Regions from separate parts of the Cricetulus griseus genome. Here region 2 is linked to region 1. A link is a contact called in public Hi-C data. All regions are on one chromosome and are shown on one strand. Each heading gives the region's core, a stretch centred on a gene start, on an enhancer-like site or on the middle of the called end of the contact. The rest is flanking DNA. Distances are from core to core; before and after follow the strand shown. Region 1 holds the start of Fbxw11 (F-box/WD repeat-containing protein 11). Region 2 overlaps Fbxw11 (F-box/WD repeat-containing protein 11).

Evidence for each region. Hi-C and Micro-C count contacts between places; a contact is called where the count stands out from the background.
Region 2: a Hi-C map of fibroblasts shows a contact between it and region 1, with 2.6 times the contacts expected there. The contact joins the enhancer-like site here to the promoter of Fbxw11 in region 1. A contact is called at or near these places in 3 of 8 Hi-C or Micro-C datasets (the CHO-K1 cell line and fibroblasts).

The regions. Positions count from the first base shown.
Region 1 is chr7:47,826,754-47,833,499 of CriGri-PICRH-1.0, reverse strand. Fbxw11 (F-box/WD repeat-containing protein 11) reads right to left here and starts at 3,022. Exons shown (of 13, transcript XM_027425196.2): 1 at 2,823-3,022. The coding sequence starts at 2,867.
Region 2 is chr7:47,890,750-47,897,495 of CriGri-PICRH-1.0, reverse strand. Fbxw11 (F-box/WD repeat-containing protein 11) reads right to left here. Exons shown (of 13, transcript XM_027425196.2): 2 at 2,347-2,409. Among named protein-coding and RNA genes, the nearest start is that of Fbxw11, 64 kb to the right of the region's middle. Within about 2 kb of position 3,430, at least 3 of the 6 cell types and tissues checked have open chromatin away from gene starts, as enhancers often do. A contact at or near this core is called in the CHO-K1 cell line and fibroblasts, where this site is marked.

The sequences.
Region 1 (6,746 bases), core at 1,773-4,272:
ATCTTGTCAACCATTAAGTACCAAACTCACACAGGCACCATAATCACAAGTACCTGAGTCCAGAAGAAGATACACAAAAATTTGAACTATTTTATGCTCTAGGCTTTCTAAATACCATCAATTTAACCAGTTCTCCTCCTTCAATCATTTTGACATCATTATTAAGTGAATTTTCAGCCAATTTCTGGAAACTGTAATTGAAATGTAGTGAATACAGAAAGCCAGATGCACCTGGGTCTGTCCACTAATGCTATACACTTCTTGAGTAGTAGCTAAGCACTTGAGCTATCTATTACACTAAAATAAACACCTACAGTTCATGGAAAAGGTTGCCTAGGGGTACTAACAGATATCACCTTTGAGGGAGGAAAAAAATCTTTAAAAACATGCCTTTAAGCCAGGCGTTGGTGGCACACACCTTTAATCCCAGCACTCAGGAGGCAGAGGCAGGCGGATCTCTGTGAGTTGGAGACCAGCCTGGTCTACAAGAGCTAGTTCCAGGACAGCCTCCAAAGCCACAGAGAAACTGTCTTGAAAAAGCCTTTAATCCCAGCACATTGGGGGGAGGCAGAGGCAAGCAGATCTATGTGAGTTCAAGACCAGCCTGGCCTACAAAAGGAGTTCTAGGATAGGCTCCAAAGCTACAGAGAAACCCTGTCTTGGAAGGAAAAAAATCTAACTTTCTACATCCTCCGTTGGGCTGACATCTCTTCATATAATCCACACAAAGTCTAAACCAGCCATCAGGGATTCATGGTTCTAAGCATGTGCTCCAGCACTGAGGTGCACCCCAACCAGCACCCCAAACAAACCTTTTTTGTTATAAGCACAGAAAACAAGGAAATGTGGAGTAGAGGCTTTCTTAAATCACGTAGGAAAAGACCATGCCTTAGAATACACTGTATTTCTTCTCTTTTGAAGAAGACATTTTGGTTGTCTGAAGTGAATGTGTTTCAGTATGAAGCACTAGCCACACTGAAAGCTGATATACTGTTTAAGAAGATGGAACATGTCTGAAATTACTTTGCCAAAACAGAGGTCAGCAAGACGGCTCAGCCAAAGGCATTTGATCATACAAGCCTGACAACATGAGTTCAATTCCTAGAACCCATGTAAAGACAGAAGTGACTGCAAAGTTGTCCTCTGACCACCAAATGCCCACTGTGGTACTTTCACACATTTACTATATAATACATAAATAACAATGTTTAAAAGCTATTTTGTCAAGATAACCCACTTGGAAAGTTGCCTAAACTGTTGATGCTGAAAAGGACACATTCCTCAGTACCTAAATATCAACGTCCCACAAGTGACAGAATCCCTTCAAACACACATACACCCCAGATCTACCAGAGGTTTTTTTCCCCTAATTTTCAGCAAGTTCAGTTCTGCACCTTGTGCAGAGGCCAGCAGACATAACACTACCTCTGTATTTATTTTATGCTACTATACTTCCATTTTAAAATTGTACCTCAACTCCCTGGATAACATCATCCACAGAAACCATGAGGCTATCCGACAGACTTTCAGTATCACCATTTATTATTTATAGCATTAAATGGGGGAAGTGGCTCTGATGTCACCAACCCTACCCAGTGGAATCACTGACTCAATAAACATGTTCACACTGGAGAAAATCGACGAGGAAAACGTTTTGCTAAATTCAGTAGATCTTTCACCTTTCCTCGATACCACGGGGCTGATACTAGTTGTTACTGTATTAGCAGAGATACAAAGAAACTATCAACGGTTTCACAGGAAGAAGCCCTTTGTATGTCCATTTGCAGAAGCTGATTCCCTCCCAACTCTCCTGAGTCCAGTTTGATTTCCGTCACGTTTAAATTGGCAGGTAATACCAGCCATATTTTATTTCTTCCACCAATGAGCAAATTGTTCACTTCTCCCAGACACTCACTCATAGTTCTGTTTCCAAAAACCTTTCTGGCACCAAGTCTGAGGTCAGAGAGGGGTTAGGGGTGTCCAGGGAGATCTGATCAGTCTGGCTACCAATGGTTTCTAACAGTAAAAGGAATCGTTACTTTCTCTGTGGGTGAAGAATTCACCTTTTTTTTTTCTTTTACAGAGCGGGTGGCGGTAATGAGGGCAACCCCTTCCCCCTCCCCTCTCGTTTCCCAAATGGTAAAGTTATGGTTTCCCTTTCCTGGGGGATGGAATCCAGAGTACCTGGGGCCTTGCTATACAAACATCCTTCACGGCAGGGTAGGAAACCCTTTGTCCAAGAAGCCTGACACCACAGGGGCCCAGAAAAGAGGCCCCTTATCCTGCAATCCTCAGACTCGAGGGCACCCCCAACATCCCAGCCCTACGGGGTCTATCTTGGCATCCACACAGCTATAGCTTGGGGAGAAGGTCCTGAGAGGCCCCCTAAACCTCCCCCCTCGCGCCTAGGTTACGGAGGCCGAAGCGGCCCCAACTGGTCTCGGACTCCCTCCAACCACCATCACCCTCGGCTTGAGCGCGGCCGGGAACCGCGATGCGGGCCTGCCCGGAGGAATGGGAAGGGAAAAGAAAGCCCCTCCTAAAATGAGAGTGTGATGGCAAGGCGAGAGTGAGCGGAGGCTCTCGGAGGAGCGAGGCAGGGGCGCCCGAGACCGGTCGGAGCCCGGCAAGGGGGGAGGGGGCGCGGGGAGCGGAGTCCGGGCCGGCCCGGGAGCGCGAGGCGTCAGCAACGAGCCACGGCAGGGGACCGGCCGGGCCTGGGCGGCGGGGAACGAGGGCTGGCCTGGCACGGACGCCGAGGTGGGCAGGCCCCCGGGCCGCCGGCCGGCCGGAAGAACGGAGGGCCAGCGGGCCGCACTCACCATGAGCTCGATGGTCTTGTCCTCAATCACCGAGTCGGGCTCCATGGCGGCCCCGGCGGCCCCGCCTCGCTCTCCCCGTTCAGCAGCGAACGGCCCGGGCGGAGGAGGCGGTGGCAGCGGCGGCGGTGGAGGCGGCTCTCGCACCCACTCTAGCTGCCAGCCCGCCCGGGCCGCCGGCAGCTCCGCCCTCCCCCTTCGGCGGACGCAGGACGCGCAGCGGGGACTACAACTCCCGGCAACCACCGCGGCTCGCACGGCCTTGTGGGAGCAAGAAGCCGCCCGGCCCACTCTGCCAGGGTCTCGCCACTGGATAGTGCGCTTCGGGGAGCGTAGAGCTGGGAGTACGGGACATGCAGACCTGGAGAATCCAGGACTTGCTCTGGGTAGGGCCTCGTGAGTGCTGCGACTACTAGTCCCAGAAATCCTCGCGCGCGAGGTCTCCTTCCGGCTGGTCGTTCCTGACTTCCTGGCAGCCCAGGGCTGCCAAAACCCGGACGGAAACTCGGAGGCAACTCCTCACTTGTCTGTGATCTTTGCGGTGCAACCGATTTCCGCACATGCGCCGTGGGTGTCTGCAGAGCCGCTCGTCGCCTGGGTGGTTGTGCTGTCGCTCCGTGTGTGTTGCATCTGGTAGGGACAGGTAGCGTAGACAGGTGGGTCCCAGGTGCACTAGGAATGGTAGGAGGGGACCCGAGAGCCCGAGGTCACAGCCAAGGGAAGGTGGACATCTCAAGAGGAAGAGTTTGGAGACTGAGTTGGGAAACAGGTGTATTAAGATCTGCTGCACTAACTAAGGAGGAACTTAGCCATGAGAAAGAAACTGTTCTGAAAACATTTATTTATTTATTTATTTATTTATTTATTTATTTATTTATTGGTTTTTCGAGACAGGGTTTCTCTGTGTAGCTTTGGAGCTTATCCTGGCACTCGATCTGGAGGCCAGGCTGGCCTTGAACTCAGAGATCCGCCTGCCTCTGCCTCCCGAGTGCTTGGATTAAAGGCGTGTGCCACCACCGCCCGGCGAAAACATTTATTCTTAAGCATTCAGTTTCTACCGAGTACTGCCCTAAGCACTGGTAATCATCTTCGAATGTAACAGGAAAGACCCCTGTATTCATGAAGCTTAATTAAGAGTTAGAGATGCTATGACGAAACACAACTGGAGACTTCCAGTGAACTCTGCCTCCAACTCTGTGTGACTTTCTCCAAGTCTGTCAGTACCCTGAAACCAAAATCCCCCAGGAACAAGCTGATAGTTGAACAAGGTGTGTTAATTTCCAGCTGAAGCAGAAGAGAGCATACACATCATGATGAATCATGGAAGGCTCAGTAAAAGACTTCAGTACTGTCAGGAAGTGGGAATAATTCTGAGATTGGACACTTCAGTCTTATCTGGGGAAAGTTAGATTGAAGCAAATGCAGTAATTGGGGTCAGCTCCTCACATTAGCCAGATTCAAGTGTTTAGTGTGTGGCTTAGATAATGCTCTTGTTTTATCACAAATTATGGAGTGGCCTTGGTTTTGTCTTGATCCACAAGATAAGGTCACAGAATGGCCTTGTGTGATGTTGGTGGTTTGTGAAGTTGTTTATGTTTTATAAGAGACCTAGCTATAAGGACCAGGCAGGCTCTGGCTATTATCAAGGGCCTGAATGATTGTACCCAGCCCGACTTCTCAATGGCAGAGACTGCTTTCCTGTTTCTCAAGTGCTTTTCAATTCTCTGTCCCAGTGCAGTGGATGACTTTCCAACTCTTCCCATTCCCAAAGATCAAGGTATTACAGTTAATCAGTATACAGTGTCCAAATCACTGTATATATTCCCTGCAGTTAGAGCTTGAAATTTTATACTCTATCTGGTGGCTTTCACCAAGAGATTGGAAAAAAAAAAAAAAGTGCAACTGAGAAAAGCCCAGAATTAAGAGTTACTGCCATTACCTTGTGTCTGGATTTCACCAAACAGGAGGGTAGGTTAAATGACCTCTGTTTCAGTTACCTATTGCAACATAACAAACGGAGCCAAGGCTTGGTAGCTTAGAATAACAATGGTTTATTATTTTTTATGATTGTGTAGGTTAACCAAGCGTATCTGAACCAATGTGATATAAGCTGAGGTTACACATAGGGCTGTAATCATCTGGGAACACATTCAAAATGATTTCTCATCCTCTGGGGCCTCTCTTTTCCACTGGCTCCTTACCATTCAAGCCTCTGGAAGGTGTCTCAAAAAAAGGACAAGACTAATCAGCAAATGCTTATCAAGCTCTAATTGTCCCATTCACCAAATCAACTCATATATCCAGAGTGAATGTGGGAAGTTCTAGTAACAGCCAGCCAAAGACCTTGAAGGATCCAGCACCTATCTTACAGTGTAGCATGTAGGGGGTCATGTGAGTATGAACCTCCCACGTATATGTTTAGCCTACACCACCATCTTCGTTTTTTCTAAAATTGGCATGCTAGATCTGGGCCTGATGGTGCACAACCTTAATTCTAGCACTCAGGAGGCAGAGGCAGGAGGATCTGGTCTACAAAGTTGAGTTTCAAGACAACCAGGGATGTTACACAGTGAAACCCTGTCACAAAACAAAGCAAAACAAAAACAACTGAGTGGTGATGGCACACACCTTTAATCCTAGCACTTGTGAGGCAGAGGCAGGCAGATGACTGTGAGTTCAAGGCCAGCCTGGTTTACAGAACAAGTTCCAGGACAGCCTCCAAAGCTGCACAGAGAGACCCTGTCCGTTCCTCCCCCCACCCCCCTGCAAAAAAAAGGGGGCGGCATATCCCTAGCCTGAAGGACCCAAGTTCAACCCATGGCACTGCCAAAATCAGTTAAAAGTTTCACATTTTAGGGGGACTAGAGAGATGGACTTAATGACTAAGAGTGCTTTCTGCTCTTACAGAAGACCTGAGTTCAGCTCCCAGCACCCCACACTGAGTGGCTCACAACTGCCTGCAACTCCAGTTCTGGAAGAACTGACGCTCTCTTCTAGCCCCTGCAGCACCTGCACTCCTGTGCATATACCTCAACACACACCTAGTTTAAAAACAAGTCTTAAACACTTTTACATTTAAAATCTGTGTTTTAATTTTTCTTGAAAAATTAGAGTATCAAGCTTTTGGATCTATGACAACAGTATACAGTTGTTGTTTTTAAACTAAACTCAGTCTTAAGATTTTACCAATAAAGACTGGGGAATCAGCTAGGTTGTGGCACTCACCTTTTATCCCAGTACTGGGCAGGCAGAGGCAGGTGAATCTCTGTGAGTTTGAAGCCAGCCTGGTCTACAAAGCTACAGAGTTCCAGGACAGCCTCCAAAGCTATAGATAAACCCTATCTCGAATGCCCCCCCCAAAAAAGGCCAGGGGAATGAGGTGCTGGAATAAAAACCTGCTAGCTCAGAGAGGCCAAGGAGCAACCAGCTGACTTTCCTCTTTAGCCATAGTCTCAGATAGAGAGCTTATTTTCTGCTGTCCCAAATAAAAACAAAGTCCCTCCTCATTACTTCCTGTATGTTTCTCTATCCATCTTTCAGACTCCCTCTTACTCTATATGGCTACTTCCTGGCAACTAGTTGCTGACTCCACATCTTAACCCAAGGTTAATTTTATTTAATAACAAAATCTCGGGCCAGGCAGTGGTGCGCACGCCTTTAGTCCCAGCACTAGGGAGGCAGAGACAGGTGGGTCTCTGTGAGTTCGAGGCCAGCCTGGTCTACAGAGCGAGTTCCAGGACAGCCTCCAAAGCTAAAGAGAAACACTGTCTCGGGAAAAAAAAAAAAAAAACCTGGTCTGGGGGAGCCTCGGGGTTCATGGTATGATCAAATATCCCACAACATGCAGTGGTTCAGTATCCCCTACCTTTTAGAAAGTCTGCCTTTGTATAAATAATGTTCCACAGTCGCCATTATTCTTTGTGGCCT
Region 2 (6,746 bases), core at 2,181-4,680, 64 kb before region 1:
TACTAATGCTGGGAAGCACAACACCTTCTATTTAAAAGTAGTATCACACTAGTGTTTTGTTTGGTTTTTCGAGACAGGGTTTCTCTGTGTAGACCTGTATGTCCTGGAACTCACTCTGGAGAACAGGCTGGCCTCGAATTCACAGAGATCCTCCTGCCTCTGCCTCCTGCGTGTGCCATTACCTGACCATAAGTGTTTTTGTTATATACTCGCCAGGCCATTTGTTCAATGCCCCTCTGATAGCCTAATTGGAGACACTAACAGCAAGTAAAGACTTTTCAGACCTGAAGAGATGAATTGCAAATGTCCATTAATTCCATTTCAACTTGTTTCCAAAGTCTTCTGTGGAATGAAGATGTTTTTGTTGTTGTTTTGTTGTGGGGTTTTTTTTGTTTGTTTGTTTTTGTTTTTCCAGACAGGATTTCTCTGTGTAGCTTTGTAGACCCGACTGGCCTTGAACTCATAGAGATCCACCTGCCTCTACCTCCCAAATGCTGGGATTAAAGGCAAGGGCCACCACTGCCCAGCCAGAATGAAGAGTTTTTATTAATGGTATGTTCCCTAATTAAACTAGACTAAACCCATCAAAGAAAGAAGAGAATCTCTAAATGTTCAATGGAAATTTCTGGCCTTCCTTGACAAAAAGCTTTTCAGTATCGTATCTCAACTAAGTCTTTATGTCTACATTTAGAGGCAAGGTCAGAAAGCATTTACCGTCTACTTAATTTACTTTAACCAATCATGTTCAACTCTCTGGTCCACCCCCAATTCCTAGAGCAAGGGATAATTCAATTGGCACCTGTTACCACCAGAGGGCAGCATTGAACAGGCATTTAAATATTTTGCTTTTTCAAAGACATTCCCATCTAACCAACTCAACAGAACTTGAAGCAAAGTAAAACTTCTTTGCTGTGATAAATATCAACAGGCATAAAAGGAAATGTCTATGTTATTTTAGGCATAACAATATCCTAACATTATAAGAGAAAAAAATAGAAGTGACTACCTAATTGCAAACAACTGGTATTGCAAATTACAACACACAAAACAAGGGCTACAGTGTGGCCACTACAGCCAGCATTAAGAAAGGCAGCTTCTGACAGGATGGTAAGCAGATGCAGCATGTTACAGTGCCAGGGGCACCATCATGCGTGGAAAGGGGAGCACACCGAGACAAAATAAGCCTGCTCGTAGAACACCAACGGTGAAGTAGTCCTACAGACTTCATGTACTCTCTCCTCCTTTACTCAACATCTGGATGACAATTTTCCAGAACATCTGCTTTCCCAACAGGTTAAACAGAATTATGGCAGAGGGCTGCATCTGCATCTGTGTTGCTTCACAACTCACACAGTATTTTCGCATCTACTTTCTCGTTTGGTAGGTTAAAGGATTGTTGTTTCATTCACCATCAAGTTTCCCACCAAGTAACTGACTAGGAGGTGGACAGATGAAGAAAACTGGACGCTAAAGAGTTGAGAGCCATTGAAAACTGAAAGGTCAACAGTGAAGAGAACTATAGCCGTGCAGACGTGGGAGGGGGGGGTCACTCGTGGTCCTTTTACATATGAAGGATGCTATGAAAGGCAAACAGGCACATGCACATTTAGGAGCACCTTTTCCAGCTTCTACTTCCAGCTCCCTGGGTGGGCCCAGACAAACCCTGCTTACGTTACCTTTTTTCACTTCACTTCATTTTAAATTTGTGTGTATATTACCCTAGCTAACTAACTTACCTTGGGAGTATCCTACTCAAATGAGTCCAGCTAACTTTTTTTTTTTTTTGCTTTGATCTATATATGTTGTGCCTTTATTCATATCCTCACAAAGGAGAAGATGATCACCCAAATAAAATAATAAAAACACTAAACTATGAAGGTCTGCATGTTCCACAAATCCCCACCACAAATCCTGGGAGGTTGGGAGGAAAAGGAAGAGACATGAAATCAAATCAAATTAAATCAAATCAAATAGGAAAGTACCCATAGGAACGTGGGGGGGGGTTGCAAACAGAGAAAAATAGCCTTTGTGAACACCGAACAGGATCAGCATAAGGTTTGCCCTTGGCTCTAAGCTAAAAAGCTCTAAGTTTCCTGGAGGATTTCCATATGGTCTATCATGGGCCACAAAGTCAGTATTTTAGGATACTGACCTTTTGGAATCTTTTCAAAAACTCCAAAGTTATTTACTACTAATAAGAACACTTCCTTGAGGAAATGATAGGCAAGTAGGGTGTCTTCTGGATCTAGCAACCCTGCTCAAAGCAGAGGCTGGGCCCTGGTCTCAGTGAGGACACTATCAAGGGCAGAGCTTATCTACAATAATCTGCTAGCTTATAGTGCCTACCTGCCAAAGAGCACTTTTCTTTGGGGACTCATCTTCATTTTGATCTTCCATAACTGAAGTGTTCTGAAGGGGGAAAAACAGGTTATTTGAATTATGCCAAGTTCTGCAAAACCTAAATGACAAGACATAAACTTTGAGATCTCAAACTAGAGTAGATGGATGCAAACTCAAGAACCCTGCTTTATGGCTAACATATGCCATTCTGGGTCAGGAAGCTATATTCAGCTTTCATAAACCAACAGTAAGCATACAGTCTTCACTCATGGAGGCTGGGCATGACTGGAAACCAGCTAACTTGTGTGGTGGGGTTGGAGTACACCAACAGCATTATTATTCTATGTCAGAAAACTCGGTGACTATTAAGTTCCTAGCGGTTGCACACAATGTCTCCTAGAACACTATTGTCGGGAATGCATCCCATCCACCAACAATTAAGAGTGACAAGGCCTTCCAGTGCCCCACCTCCTCTCTCCTCTCCCGCCATAGCTCTGTTTTGGGAAATGGCCTTGCCATCCTCCCCTCCCCCAACAAGCATGGAGGGGTGCCCCAATGTTCTCCCTCAACAGGAGGATGCCGTTAGTCACTAACAATCTGGCTTGTCTTTTTTTTTTTTTTTTTGCCATTTTTGTATTTGCTACACAAAGAAGCACTGTGTAACTATCCCCTCTGGTGACCCAGTGACTCAACAGATGCCCATTAACTGGAGATTATACATGATTGGGTTTTCCCTTTTGAAGCTCCTACCTAACAGCTAAATGGAGCCCTAATGAGAGGAGGAAGTGGGAGGGCTGTGCTCTAAAAAGAGTGAAAGCTCACCAGTAGCCAGGGGCTAGCTCTCTAAGGTTCCTTCCCAAACCTAGAACAATTAAGAGTGGAGCACAAAACAACTCCAGCATCGGTCCCGCAGTGTTTTCCAAGAGGTTCATTACAGATCTATAAAGTTGTCAACACTATGGGATCTGTTTACATCTTCTAGGGTAAGCTTCTTTCTCAAACCCTCCTCGTTTTTCCTCTATCTTTTAAGTCCTGAAATATTCAGGCCCCACCCAGAGTACTTCCCAAAAGACCAATGGGAAATCCCCCAACAGTCAACTGGAGTCACCACTGGACATGAGTCACTGCTGTCTACCTCAGTGGCACACAGTAAGGAGAGCCAAGCAAGAAGCTAGAATGTTGACTTGGTCACTCAGTCTGGGACCTTGGGAAAGGGAAGTCACTCATCAAACAGAGCCACGGGGTGTGATGAGACCAGGAGTGCTGTGCCTGGTGCTAAAATCTCTGGTCAGAGATGTTCTCTTTCCCTGCATTGAGGACTCTGCTTTCCCTAGGTTATCTTCATACTTGTTTACAACTTCAGTTACCTGGGCACAGTAGAATGGCTCTAGAGGGAAAATCTTTCTCAATAAAATCTAAAAGTCCCAGAATGTCAAAGCCAATGGTGGTTCGGGTGAAATGAGCTAGGGAGGGAAAGGGGCAGGTGTTCAAAACCAGTGGCAGCAGTGGACAATCCTGAAGCACAAGAGGGAGAAGCAAACAAATGCTATGCTTTAAGAAGGTCTCCCTATGTCACTACCTGGAACGGCTTAGAGAGTAACAAAACCAACAGTTTTCCTTAGATAAATAGAAAAAATGACAATGTGATTCAGTACCTCATCCCTGAGTGTGATGTTACACAGTGATCTGTCATATCAACAGCAGCCAAGAATGGCAAGGAGATGAGGGCTGTGCTGCACACCTTTAATCCCAGCACTCGGGAGACAGGGGGATCTCTCCTAATTCAAGGCCTGTGTTACATTTTAAGCTTAAACTTTCTGGAATTCAGTGTCTTGGTTACTGAGTACAGCAGTTACGAAGTGTAGTTCTGACCTATCTTTTTGAATTGGCACCCATGGGCCCATAGAGTGTGGCACTATTAGGAGGTGTGACCTTGGAGGAAGAAGTGTGTCCCGGGGGAAGATGGGTTTGGGTTTCAAAAGCTCAAGCCAGGCCTAGTGTCTCCTGCTGCCTGAGGATGTGGAACTCTCTCAGCTCCTTCTCCAAAATCATGTCTGCCTGTATGCCACCATGAATGATAATAATGAACTAAATCTCCAAACCTTAAGTCAGCCCCAATTAAATGTTCTCCTTTTTAAGAGTTGCTGTGGTTGGGGCTGGAGAGATGGCTCAGAGGTTAAGAGCATGGGCTGCTCTTCCAGAGGTCCTGAGTTCAATTCCCAGCAACCACATGATGGCTCACAACCATCGTTATGAGATCTGGTGCCCTCTTCTGGCATGCAGATATACATGGAAGCAGAATGTTGTATACATAATAAATAAATAAAATCTTAAAAAAAAAAGAGTTGCTGTGGTCATGGTGTCTCTTCACAGCAATAGAAATCCAACTAAGACACACCATGATGTTTTTCTTCACTCAAGGAAAAAGCAAAAACCATCAGGAGTCCTGCAGACTACACCAGTAACAGCCATCATTTCAGTGAGAAGTTTTCATTCATCTGTTTAAAATAGCATTATTTAAAATAGCTGAGAGGGAGACAGCTCTTGTGAAGAAATGTCAAGTATTATCTTCAGGCTGGAATACAGACACTAACCAATTACAAATCAGTGAAACCATCTGAGGGCCAGACTAGTTCCCCTCTAACATATTTTCTTAGCTTCTCTTATAGATACTTGAGAAAAACTACAGAGGACAGCCCTCAAGCTACACTGATGTGGCTGGTTTTCATGACTACAGCTCAAAATTGGGCCCTCATTTGCTAGGAAGTACCTGACCCCCGGACCCAGTGAATCATTTCTACATGGTATTTAACCCTACAGGGTATGAGAGATGACAAGTGGAAAAGGACCTGGATCCTGGGTTTGAGAAAGGCTGTCTATGCACATGAGGTACCACACATTCCAGACTACCATACATTCTGTAAGACCAGCTCGGGTTACCACTCCTTCCTCGAGCTAGTTGTACATGAACAGTAAGTAGTACTATGTGCTAATGATAGCCCAGCATATGGACTGGACTATGGGACAGTCTGAGTCCTCCCACTTCAATAAACAGCTCTAGCACAAAGGAAAGGGGCACTCTGAGGATCACAAGCAGAAGCCACTTCTCCATTCCCTTTCTCAATCTGCTAAATTGGGTTGTGGGGTAAGTGATGGCAACAATGGAAACTTCTCTTAGAGAGCGGCTTGTGTGTGCAAAACACACACACACACACACACACACACACACACACACACACACACACACACACACACACACACACACACACACACACACACACACACACCTGAGTTTTACTTCTTAAAGGCAACAGGCAAACACCCACAGACTCTAGGGTTCAGGTGCAGCCAAGGTTAGTTATGCACATCCAAATTCTCAGGTGAAACCAGGGGGTCAGCCAATCTGAAAGGCTGAACATCCATCCACCTGACTCCCTCACTTCTACCTGCTTGTAATCACTTCCAATCTTATGCACCTATCTGCCAGGAGCACAACATTGCAAAGAAGTAAACATTTCAACCCTCCTATTCTGAACCCATCACCAAAAACTACCATTCAGGAAGCAGCAGCTTGGCCTGGGCACTAATGGTATTTAGGGACAGAAAATTTCTTGTTATGGCAGCTGCATTATAAGACATAAGAGGCATTCCAGACCTCTACCTACACCTGATACATGGCAATGTGATCATCAAAACTGTCTCCAAATTGTCACTTGTCCAGAGAAGGGGAGAGTAAAATCACCCTGCCCACTTGAAAGGCAGTGTTCTAGGATTGTGTCCTGTGCACTGGCCTTGAGAAAACACTGTAGTCCCTCTGCTTGGCCCCAGAGACAGTATGTGAGACTGTTCACATACAATGTGACTGTAGTGTGGCCATGTAGCATCGTGTGAAGTGTGAGGACATTATATATACACCTCTAGGCTAAGTACTACTTATCATCAAATTAGTTATTTAAGAATCTTTAATAAGAAGAGTTCTTACTGGAGGTCCATGGGCTTTAGCAACACTTTTGTAGGTTCTTTGAATAATTTTGATTTATGTCTCTGTTTAAACCTCATTACTATGGCAAAATGGTGTGGCTATGTGGCAAAGGAATTGAAGGAAGCTCCACTGATCCCACCACAATGTACCCAAGCCAAAATGCAAGACCTGAGAACTGCCAAATGCCACTAGAATCTAATGCACTGCTGGTATTTTCTGCAAGTAGTATTCAATTACATTAAAAACAGCATTACACACCTTACCCAACAGTTCTTCCAAAGTAGAAATAACACTTTGTCATTTCAAAAAATTACACCTGAACAAGCGCCATGGCCCACATGTGAAAGGCAGAGTGCAATTTGCAGTTGGTTCTTTCCTTCTATCTACCATGTGAGTCCCAGGGATCAACTCAGCTCATCCAACT